Regions from separate parts of the Mus musculus genome. Here region 2 is linked to region 1. The links are chromatin contacts, called in public promoter capture Hi-C maps. All regions are on one chromosome and are shown on one strand. Each heading gives the region's core, a stretch centred on a gene start, on an enhancer-like site or on the middle of the called end of the contact. The rest is flanking DNA. Distances are from core to core; before and after follow the strand shown. Region 1 holds the start of Kiss1 (KiSS-1 metastasis-suppressor). Region 2 overlaps Atp2b4 (ATPase, Ca++ transporting, plasma membrane 4).

Region 1 (6,032 bases), core at 453-2,952:
TAGCCCTGGCTGTCCTGGAACTCACTCTGTAGACCAGGCTGGCCTCGAACTCAGAAATCCACCTGCCTCTGCCTTCCGAGTGCTGGGATCAGCTGCATTTTAACATGGGTCTGGTGTTACTTTGGAATGGTCCACTCATATGAGCTGCCTATGAGTCAACTTGTTACACTAGACTTGAGATCAGGGCGTCTCTGCAGCCTCAGCACCCCAGCACCTACACCGTACTGGTATGTAGATATTTCCAGCAATGACTTCCAAACCCTGGTCCTTGTAACCAAGACTGTCTACTGGCTTTGGTTTCTACTGTATTTTCTATTCAAGCATTAGGGCTTCTACAGAAAGTGTCTGGCTTTTGGGGTGTCCCAGAATCCTAGTCTGCTAGTCTTAGTAGCCACATGAATAGGCAGCTGGTGGCCCGGATAACCGATGCTGCCCGGAGATAGGTGTGGCCTGCTTATGTCTCATGGGATGAGGGCTGAGCTGGAGCATTTAAATTAGGATTCGTGTGTGAGTCTAGAGTCAGGTAGCAGGGCAAGAACTGGAGACACAATGGCAGGATGCAAGGTGCTGAGAAACCACGCCTACCACAGGTCACAAGGATATTCCACACTCCTGTCCTTGAACTGAAGCCCTAGGCTCCACCTGTTGTGCCTCCCGCCACCAGGGCACTTAATGCCATTTGTTGGGTAGTTTCAAAATGCTTGACTTTTTCAAAGGGAAATTGGACTTGGGAGCTGGAGACGTGGGGCCGAGTGGGGAGCAGGAGAGGAGAAAGGCCACGTGACTAAGGCCGCGTGACTAGATGAGGGTCAGGCTCCTCTCAGCAGTCAAACTGATGAGGCCAATTTAGTCCACAATCTCCCAAAGCCCACGAAAATAGAAACAACTGATGGACTGGGTGAGAGAAAGGCTTTTCCTGTCTTGAATTATAGGCAATAAGACAATCTGATGACGGTCTCCAAGGCTGCGGAGGGCTGCGAGAATGTGCAAGATGATTGCCTTGCCTCTTTCTTCCTTTTTTTTTTCCTGGAAGAGTTAAGAAATTTGGTTTCTAGTATAGCATGGGGGGCGTGAGGGTGGGGGGTGGGGACAGGTCCAGATTGAGGAAGGTGGGATACCACGTGGGAGAGCAGAGCATAAGACCCAGCACAAAGGCTTGGTTCCAGGCTCCCAAGAGAATAGCTGAACCTCAGAGCGCGAACACTCCTACCTGACCTCACCCACCTCCCCTTCCCTGGCCATTCCCATGCATGGCACTTTTTTTTTTTTTTCAAGACAGGGTTTCTCTGTGTAGCCCTGGCTGTCCTGGAACTCACTCTGTAGACCAGGCTGGCCTTGAACTCAGAAATCCGCCTGCCTCTACCTCCCAAGTGCTGGGATTAAAGGCGTGCACCACCACCGCCAGCCCATGCATGGCACTTTATTCTCCTTCAGCATCCCTCCCCTGCAAACCTACCACCCAGACCCCTACCGTCATCCAGCCTAAGTTTCTCACCCCTTCCCACCAAATCACACCCTTCCCATTTTCCCTCCCTCCCACCATCCCTCAGTCCTGTTTCCTGGGGCCTGGCTTCTGTACATCCTTCTGGCCATCTCTGATCACTGGGCTTTCTCCTCTCCCCCAGGCTCTCTCTCTTTGACCTAGGCTCTGGTGAAGTACGAACTCTGACCTGGTCTTCATTGCCTCTCTCTGTCCTCAGTCCCTGGAAGGAGACTGTAGACCTGCCCCTTCCTCCCAGAATGATCTCAATGGCTTCTTGGCAGCTGCTGCTTCTCCTCTGTGTCGCCACCTATGGGGAGCCGCTGGCAAAAGTGAAGCCTGGATCCACAGGTACGCACTGTCCGATAAGGGGGCCAAGAGAGTCATTGCTGTATTTTTCAGACTATGGCCAGGCTACTGACATGAGTTCAATTTCTGCACTTGAGAGATACCCAGGGCTGGTCTAGGCCCTTCTGCTGTGAGCACTGGAGGCTCAGCTAGAGTTGGGGGTCCTGTTGACCCCAACCCCTTTGTGATTTTCTCCTGCTGTGCTCTCTGCTTTACCCCCAAGTTCTCTCTATGAATGCTGGGAAGGATCTTAGTGTGTAAGTTACTTGTATCTGTGACCTCAGATCCCTAAAGGGGGCTTAAATACAAAACCCAAAAACCTCAACACAAGCCTTTAACCCATCCCAGCACTTGGAAGGTAGGTCTCTGTGAGTTCAAGATCAGCCTGGTCCAGGACAGCAAGGGCACTGTTACACAGAGAAATTGTCTCAAGACAAAAAAAAAACAAAAAACAAAAAAAAAAACAAGACGATAACCACCACCACCACCACCACCACCACCACCACCACAACAACAACAACAACAAAACCCTCAGCACCCAGACAGACCTTAATGCCTATCAACATTGCAGGCTCCCTCAGAGAATTGATGAGCTAGAGAAACTAAAGCCCAAAGAGGTAACATGCTCCCCGAAGGTACTCAGCCAAGTATTGACAGATCCTAGCAGGTGCCAGGGTACCCCCCAAGAGCATCATGGCTTCTGAGTCAGGGTGTGGGTTTGAATTCTTCTTGGCTGTTCGATTTCTGTACATATTAGATCTTGCTTAGCCTTTCTGGACCACAAGATCTTAGTCATGGAAGGCAGGACACATCCTGCAAACTTGACATCATTGCACACAAGCAAAACAATGAGAACAGGGCCCCAGACACTCTCCAATCGTGTCATCATCCCAGGGCTAGGAATAACCCCATCTCTGTCCAGAAACAGTGGCGACTGTCCCTTGCTGGCCACAGGTTATTCTGAGGTTTGCGTGTGGAATTGGGATCTTCTCTCTCACACCACTTACCCAGGGAAGGTAAGAGGGACTTCCTAGTCTATTATTATTAATCTTGGATCACGGCCACACTCACCTCCAAAGTGTGCCAGGGTATGGAGGAGCCAAGCTCAAAGCCATCCTCCGCCCCAGCACCCACTCACACCCTCTCACCAGGCTTCTTCTTTACTAATCTCTTACCATAATTGACTAGCCTTATTGTGTACGCAGAGCTACTTGCCCTGTTTTACTAAAGAAAAAAAAGGGAGGGGGGAGAAAGAAAGAGAGGGAGAATGAATGAGCCTTGTTGTCTGTGAAGTGTTTTCAGAGTGAGGCTTCCTAGCCTCCAACAAAGGAGAGCCTTGCGCCTGGTCTGGGGGACGTGTGCCTGTTAAGGCAATGTAGATAATGTCTGGTCATCACAGAGTCTTAATACTGTGTATGCATTTGCAGTTGTCCTCAAAGACTGGAGTCAGGTCATAGGTGCGTGGGGACACAATGGCCTTGGGTCCATTTTTTGTTTGTTTGTTTGTTTGTTTTGTTTTGTTTTTTAAATTACTGATACTCTAAGATTTCCATTAGCTTTTACTTAATGAGCACGTATTGGAGCCATACTATGTGCAGGGGTACTGACTGTTTCAAGCATTCTTAGAGATTGAAAAGTAAATCCCCTCTGTCCCTCATGCCCAGGGGCTGCTGGACTGCTGGCTCAGACTCCAGACACACTCAACTGAGGGACCAGGCAGACTGCCCAGACAAGGGCCAGAGCGGTCCCTCCTTTTGCTCTTTTCCAAACTGTTTGCTTCCTCAAAGGAAGTAGTTTTATAAACTTATTTAGTAGAATTCTGGCAAGCACTTGAAAGCAAAGCTATCAGAGGGAGAAGCAAACAGCCCAGGCACCCAAACTAAACCTGGCTCCACATTGAGGTCAGAGTTGAACTTCTGCGTTTGAGGACCTAGCATCGGATGGGGCGGGAAGTCTGAGCCGGTGGCCAAAGCAAACCTTGCTGTCCCAGCCTTACCTGTCTGTGCTCTCTGTCCTAGGCCAGCAGTCCGGACCCCAGGAACTCGTTAATGCCTGGGAAAAGGAATCGCGGTATGCAGAGAGCAAGCCTGGGTCTGCAGGGCTGCGCGCTCGTAGGTCGTCGCCATGCCCGCCGGTTGAGGGCCCCGCGGGGCGCCAGCGGCCCCTGTGTGCCTCCCGCAGTCGCCTGATCCCTGCGCCCCGCGGAGCGGTGCTGGTGCAGCGGGAGAAGGACCTGTCCACCTACAACTGGAACTCCTTCGGCCTGCGCTACGGCAGGAGGCAGGCGGCGCGGGCAGCACGGGGCTGAGTGCTGGGCTGCAGGTGGATTGTAGAGGCCAAGGCAGGGAGCTTCTAGACTTGTGCAATAAAAGCAATGCTGCCGTCTTACAGTGTGTTATTTTTCCCCTGACTCCTGCGAGATGGGACAGGTCCTCTTCTCCCTCAGTTGCCTCTTTTCTGATTTCAAGATGTCCTCGGTGCCAAAGTCGGTGCTTTTTAAACTACTAGTTAAGGAATGTCCCGTTCTGTTGAAAATCAAGGGGCTGGAGAAACTCGGCCACTGAGGGGACTTGCAGCAATTCTAAAGGAGAAGTCTTCCCAACAGCCAGCGGTACCCAGGCAGCTGAAACTGCAGCTCCAGGGGATCCAAAGCCTTCTTCTGGATTCTTGGACACCTACACTCATATGCCCACACCCTCAGACAGACAGACAGACAGACAGACAGACAGACAGACATATATTAATTAAAAATAAAATCTTTAGGGACTGGAGAGATGGCTCAGTGGTTAAGAGTACCAACTGCTCTTCTGAAGGTCCTGAGTTCAAATCCCAGCAACCACATGGTGGCTCACAACCATCTGTAACAAGTTCTGACACCTTCTTCTGGAGTGTCTGAAAACAGCTACAGTGTACTTAAATAAATAGATCTTTACCAAAAAGAAAAAAAAAACTTTAAAAATAAATAAATAAATAAATAAAATCTTTAAACTTATTTTAAAAAATGAATTGCTGAAAACTTTAAAACTTAAAGAGGTGCCCAAACTGGATGCCACTTGGATGCTTCAGCAAGATTGTCTCTTTCTTTTTAAAAATACATGTTTATTAGAATGGTGGTGGTGGGGTGTTTATTTGTTTGATTTGAGACAGGGTTTCACTATGTAACACTGGCTGGCCTGGTACTAGACCAGGCTGGCTTTGAACACACAGAGGTCTGCCTGGCCCTGACTCTCAAATTCTGGGATTAAAGGCGTGTGTTCCACCATTCCCAACCCCAAGATCAAGTTCTGAAGTGGACCTCCTACTTCTGAGACTTCCCTTCTTTCCTGGTGGAAGCTTTGCTGCACGCCTTGAATGGACCTGGAGCAGGACACAGAGTCATTGTGTTCCTTCCCTTCAATTTCCACACATCAGTCAGTGGGACAGAGTGATCTGGATCACTGCCCTGTTCACAGAGGATTAACCCATCATCAGGCTTCCGTAGGGCTGCCTGGCTCCTGGGCATGGAGGTGCAAGGAACATCTACAATACCCATCTCTCCCAGGGGAAATGTTTACTGCTCTTTGTAATCATCCCGAACCATGTCTTCTTCACACCTTTATAGTGGAATGCCAAGGTTATGAAAGATAAATAACACAAGGAGTCCAACCCAACGGCTTAGCCTAATGGCTCCTCAACCCCACCCCACCCCACCCCCATCACAGCTGTGCCTTCAAGCCTCTTTAAAGATGACAGGCTGCTCTGGGGGACCGATAGCTAGGGAGGAGAAATTTGGGTAGGAAAAAAAAAGTAGAGCTTGTTATTAGGAAATCCACCCTCCTGCCCACAAGATGCCTCAGCCCGAGCTGTTCCTCAGACAGCCTTAGAGTTCCCTAGTTCACCTCCCCAGGGATGACAGGATCTCCTCATCTCCATCTTGTGAATAATCACAGTGTTCTGCCCATCCCAGAAAACAGGGCTACCACAGGATGGAAGCAGAGCAGGATGGAGGCAGAGCTATGTTGCTATGGCAACACTATCAGCTGTCAGGGGAATGAGACAATCTGCCCCATCCCCATCTTTATCCTTGAAGCTGCCCTCCAGGATCTGCTGTGAGTCGGCTGGTGTTGAAACATGTTTGGGCAGTAGTGTGACCCTGTCCATATTGGAAAGGGCATCCCAGTAGCATGGGTGCATTGCTGTACGTCCAAGAAAGGAATGGACTCAA
Region 2 (5,668 bases), core at 2,147-4,646, 390 kb after region 1:
CCAGGAAATGTTTCCTGAGGGGCTGATTAAAGGGGTTCACCGGGAGGGAACCCAAAGCAGGTGAGTGTGGAGCACACTTGGAAGCTTAGCTGGTCTGATGAAGGTGCCATTTCCCCATGGGAATACTGTACTTTTCCACTCCCCTTTCATAGGCTAGGGGTAGAGAGCTATGGGACTTCCTTCCAGAGGGAAGCCTCAGGGAACTTGGGGAGATCCGGATGCACAGTCGGAGTCATTTAAAACTGGGATGGCAAAGCAGGTGAGAGGGTTAAACACACAACCGCAACTCCTGGGGTCTCCAGGGAAGGGGCGTGCCGGAGAAAGTAGGTGTGGTCTATTTCTTCTTTGATCTAAACTTTTAGGGGCACAGGGTATGTGGTTTACCAGTTCCTCTGAGCCCACTGGTCTCTGTCCTCTGCCATTAAGTCCCCAGGACAGCCAGCTCTTTCTACCAGAGACATGTGAATGAACAATTCAGCAAGACTCTTAGAAAGGGAGGGCAAGAGCTGGGCGTGGTGGCGCACGCCTTTAATCCCAGCACTCGGGAGGCAGGGGCAGGCGGATTTATGAGTTCTAGGCCAGCCTGGTCTACAAAGTGAGTTCCAGGACAGCTAGGGCTACACAGAGAAACCCTGTCTCGAAAAAAAAAAAAGAAAGGGAGGGCAGAACTAAGAGAGAGAAGAGATTAGTAGAGGAATGTGGCAGGACTAGAAGGAGAGGTTTTTGCAGGGTAAGACTTTTTAGTGTCTTCAGGCCTGCCTTTGGGCCTCAAGAAACAGCAGGTATCACTTTGACCCCACCCTCAACTCAAAACTCTTACCAGAACTTTTATGGGTGGCTAAAAGGCAAAAACAAATTGAAGCCTGGGCAGTCATGTGATCACAGGCCACTGGCAACTCAGGGCTGGTTGTGGGAAGGGATGGATGGGACACTCAAGTATGTAACATGTGTGATGACAGAGGACATTCCCTCACTGGAAACCGTGCTGACTGTCTCCCCTCTGCCTCCCGTTCTGGGAAGGTAAATAGACCAGAAACAGGAAGGCAGTAGCAAGTGTCTAATAATCTACCAGAGGGAGCAGCAAGTCCTACGTTAAAACCGGACAGGTGCCAATTAAGCCTGGACAGACAGGGTTTCCTAAAACGGAATATGCAAAGTATGATACAAAGGCTAGCTGGACAATCAAACTAGACGAAACAATGAGAAGTGGGGAGGGGAGGGCGTAAACTCACAATCCTCCTGCCTTAGCCTCCGACAGCTGGGTTGTATGTGCGCTAATTGGTTCTGGAACTAGAGTTTGATTTAAGGTCATTTCTGAGAGGTAAGACACCACTCGTTGAGCTGACTTCCTCTTTCCAATCTAAGTTACAACTTTTGTTGCCAGCTAACAGTACACTGGTAGCCAAAAAGACTGTTATCAGTGAACAGTTCAGTACTGGCTCCATCAGGACAGACCCTGGCTAAGCATCCCCTGGGCAGAGGCTCCCTCACCCCTAAGTACACAGAGTTCCTAGTCCTGTGGGGTGCGGGGGGGGGGTGGTGGGGGGGGGTGGTGGGGGTGGAATTAATGTCACATCTGAAGAGGCGGAGTTAGAAGAGGAGGGGAGGAACAAAGCAGGACGGGGTGAAACAAAGAAAAACAAAACAAAGCAACTCAAGGAAAGAAGCAGCGAGCAATGCAGAGGAACAATCAGAAAACAGGGTTATCGTCTTTAAAATAGTTAAGGTTAATAACTTTCCAACATTAAAAAAAAAAACAATAAAATGAAACCAGGGTATCCAGCCTGGTTTTAGCTGGGGTAGGGTAGAATTTTTTTTTCTTTTCTTCCCTTAAGTCAAAAGATCAAAGGGGTGGGTGGGGGACCCGAAAAGCACTAGTAACCATGGTTGGTTAAAGTGGATGCCACGTGCTCTCTTGTGGTCGCTTTAGTAAATCATGCATTGTAACATACTCTCACTCACTGCCCACAGGAGGAGATGTAACTGCAGAAGAGATGGCAGAAGAGATGGAGGGGCAAGTTCTGAGTGATGCAACTGCTGCGGAATAGGAGCTAGGAACCAGTTTTACATCAAGGTGTTGAGTCATGTTCTCTCGGACTCTCTTTAAGGGGGCTTCCGTCTGGAATTTGTTAATTACGTCAATCTGCAAAGAATCAGAGAGTGAGACAGCTTTGCTCCACAGTCAGAGAGAAGGAAGAGGAAGGCAGGGTCAGGAGGGCTGGGGAGAGGGGTAGGAGATCAAGAGAGCTATTCCCTTAAACCCAGAGCAACAGGTGAGGGTGGGGCGGGGGAGGGCAGTAATTGCAAACCACACTGTCATTGTCATTTAAGGAACAATTTGCTATGGATTTTCAAACACCCAGCTAGGATTGGGTTTCCTTTTCCCCTGTAGCCTAGGATGGACAGGCACAAAAGAACTTCTCCCCAATGGTAACAGGTAGCTTTTTCATTATGTTGACCTGTACTATTAAAAATAAGGCATGCAATTTGACATACCAGAAACTAAGTACATATTAGTGAAATGTAAGACCCAAGAGCCTCTACACCAACTAAGTCAACTAATTGTTTGTTTGTTTGTTTGTTTTTGCAAATTTCCCAGGAAGTTAACACGTGTGTAAAGAAGATGGGCAGTATAGCAGTCCACACAAGTGGCCTTGGTGAAAAGACTGCCAGGTTGAGTGGCTTGGTTTGGAGGAGGTGTCTTTTTTGACGCTTCCTCCAGCTGCAGTGGTGCTTAGGATTCTGCTGGTACATGACGCACAATTCTGAAACTCACTCATGACTTAAGCACTGGAGACCTTCACTGGCAGACTGGTGCTGGCGACGCTGGGAGGCTGCCGCTGCTGCCACTCTCCCCCACCCGCCTACCACAGCAGCCTTCTGGCTTTCCGCTTTCTCCTTCTTAGGGATGGAGGCAATTAATATCATCGCTTTCCCGCAGTAAGCAATGATCTGGGGTCTTAATCAATCTACCACCCTTCTCCTTGACTCCTAAGCAATAAGGAGCAAATAGAAAGGGATTCCTTTATCTTTCAGAGATCGATTGGGATTCTGTGACTGCATCCCCAGAAGGAAGGTTTCTCCTGAGTCAGACTCCTGTTCTTGTAAACAGAGCCTCTGGAGAAGCCATGAAATACTTAGGGGTGGAGACCAAGTATGAGCTAAAAATGCTTCCCCACACAGTGGCCTGCTGGCTGAGGCTGTAGGAGGTGAGGGCTGCCCTTAGGGGGCGGATTTCAGTCCCATTAAGAAGGTAGAGGCTCCTTCCTAGGAGCTTAGAGTGTTACAGGGTCCAACTTACATAATGAAAACTGCATTCTGAGTTTACTGTTCTAAGAGTCCAGCCCTTTAATTCTTCAAATGTTTGCTTTCTAGTGCTTTTTCCTCCCCCAAACTAAAGGGTAAAGGTGAAGGGAGGAAATGCCTAGAGCCAGGGGAAGGGGGAAATCCCAGCCAGCACTGGGCAGTCACTTGGCAACATCTCCCACCCCACGTGTTGCAATTGGGGACCAGCAGCCAGACTGTAAGGGCTTTTGTTGGAATCCTCCTGAGACTGAACAAAATCCCTCCTGATGGGGGTGGGAGGGCTTTGGACATGGAAGATGCAGTTAGCACACTCAGTCTCATTTGCTCAGTTAGGTGCCAGTTACAATGTTGTGGATGGATCCTATCAGCGGCATCTTCAATAGGCTGCTGTTGGAGGCTGTTTAGGCTTTTGCTTGTTTTTTTTTTTTTTTTTTTTGAGGTAGGGTCTAGCTACACAGCCCAGACTGGCCTAACTAGGAATCTTCCCACCTCAGCCTCCTGAAGATTGTTAGATGTGCACCACATGGTTGGCCTCAGATTTAGGTTTTAAAGTCAATCTGGCCCAGCTCCCTTCCATTCTAGCAGGGAAAGAGGTATGCCTGAAGGTATGTGTGCTGTGGAGATCGGAGAGGTACGGAAAGGGGATGCAAACTGGGAGTGCAGGAAAAGGAAGAGCCATGAATCTCAGCTCCCCAGAAAGAAGACTGGCAAGAAGCAAGGAGGCTCTGGAAGGAGGGGATCCTGGCCAGGAAAAAAACAGGGACAAAACCAAAATAAATAAATAAATATTAAAAAAAAAAAAAAAGCAAACACACAGTAGAAGAGGACCCTGAAGGGAAGAAAAGCAAAGAGGTTATTTTGAAAGGAGCAGACCTGAAGAGATGGAAGTCAAGGTGCTAAATTCTACGGGCACCCAAGGGACTCAGTGGGGGTGGGGGTGGGGGTGGGCAGAGGTGGGGACTTGCTATCATGAGGTGATATATGTAAGTCAGGATTCAGTTCCCTTCCTAGGAAAAAGAGGAGAGGAGCCCAGGGTTTACGACCTGTATCTTGCCCATTTTCTACCTGGTGTCTTCCTGGGGGGTTGGGGGTGGGTGGGAGGCAGTTCCTACCAGGTAAGCAGTTTAAAATGTGAATTAGCTTGTCTTCCCTGTACACTAAAGGGGATGGGGGAGGGGGAGGCTGGCCAGGCAATTTTCTAAACCAGCCAAAGGCCAGTTTTTGAAAGTGAAATATTTTGATCTCTCGCCAACTAGGGGGAAGAAACAGGTCTTGCTCAGGACAGTCCCCTCAAGATCTTGGAATTGACGGTTTGTTTGGGAATCTTGGGACTAAAACCATAAAAGGTTGAGGGGTCTCCGAAGCTGTCCCAGTAGCGATGCATGGAAGTCGGGGGAAATGGGGTTAGGGCTACAAGCAGGGGACTCACTTGTACTCTGTTTCAGAAATTCCCTTTTTGGGAAGCCAGTCTGAATTCTTCCAAAGATATCAGGCACAGAGAGACTGCTGTTTATAGCTACTTAATCATCAGATGCCCCAGAGAGGCCTTGCATCAAGGTGGAACAATGGAAGAAGGTGAGCTTCTTTAACAAAGACCTCCCCAGATAACAGCTCTCACTTCGACCAGTCAGGGATGCTGGCTTTCCTTCCAGTGTTATAAAATCAGGGCCTCTTAGTTCTTCCATCAGGGCAGGGAAGGGACTACACAGTCCCTATCTTGGGGTCGTGGCTGGTACTGGAATAGACCTTATGTGGGAAGACATCTCCACTGACAAACCTGGGGTGGGGGTGGCGATGGGTTGAAGGGCTAACCACAGCTGAGGAACTCGGGGACCGTGGTCCAGTCTGTTGGCCCATGGTCCAGTCTGCCGACTAGTCCCTCCTAGAGGAATCCCCCAGAGACCTCTGGCCCTGTTGGCCCTGAAGTTAAGGAACACAGGCTGCGCTTGAACAGTGAGCCTTACGAAAGGGGTAAAGGTGTTGACTGCCAGGAATTACTGCCTTCCTACCCTTTCCCAGGATGGGGAGACTTCTTCTCCCAGGGTAAGGACAGGCCACCACAGAGTACCTGAGTCTGAATCCGGTTCAGGCCACGGACCCAGAGGATCTGGCCTCGGCGAAGCTCCATCTCGGCAAGGTCAATCTCGTCCATTCCCTCAGTATCCCTGCTGATGTCCTCTTTGTCACTGCCGTGGCCAGCCTCCTTCAGGAACTTCAGAGACTTGGTAGGTATTGCAGAGATGACCTGAGAGCAGTCACAGCCAAAGGGGACAACAGCCACATTGGAGAAGAAAAGATGTTAGCTGGCCTGAGCCAGGCCCTTGGGAGGCTCCTAAGCCTCAAGCCTTTCCCACCTGAGAAG

The links. Promoter capture Hi-C pulls out the DNA fragments that hold promoters and counts their contacts.
Region 2: a contact with region 1 is called in a promoter capture Hi-C map of liver, with 2.2 times the contacts expected there. The contact joins the enhancer-like site here to the promoter of Kiss1 in region 1. A contact is called at or near these places in 3 of 39 promoter capture datasets (liver, maxillary cranial neural crest and pre-B cells), 1 of 15 datasets of contacts at CTCF or cohesin (embryonic stem cells), 10 of 484 Hi-C or Micro-C datasets (B cells, embryonic stem cells, pancreatic cancer cells and 1 more), 2 of 115 datasets of contacts at active chromatin or transcription factors (both in embryonic stem cells) and 1 of 9 other capture datasets (embryonic stem cells).

Annotation. Positions count from the first base shown.
Region 1 is chr1:133,325,510-133,331,541 of GRCm38.p6, forward strand. Kiss1 (KiSS-1 metastasis-suppressor) reads left to right here and starts at 1,703. Exons shown (of 2, transcript NM_178260.3): 1 at 1,703-1,831; 2 at 3,847-4,213. The coding sequence starts at 1,741. The coding sequence ends at 4,136.
Region 2 is chr1:133,709,680-133,715,347 of GRCm38.p6, forward strand. Atp2b4 (ATPase, Ca++ transporting, plasma membrane 4) reads right to left here. Exons shown (of 20, transcript NM_213616.4): 19 at 5,375-5,551. Among named protein-coding and RNA genes, the nearest start is that of Mir6903, 14 kb to the right of the region's middle. Within about 2 kb of position 3,397, at least 36 of the 459 cell types and tissues checked have an H3K27ac peak or open chromatin away from gene starts, as enhancers often do. A contact at or near this core is called in liver, where this site is marked.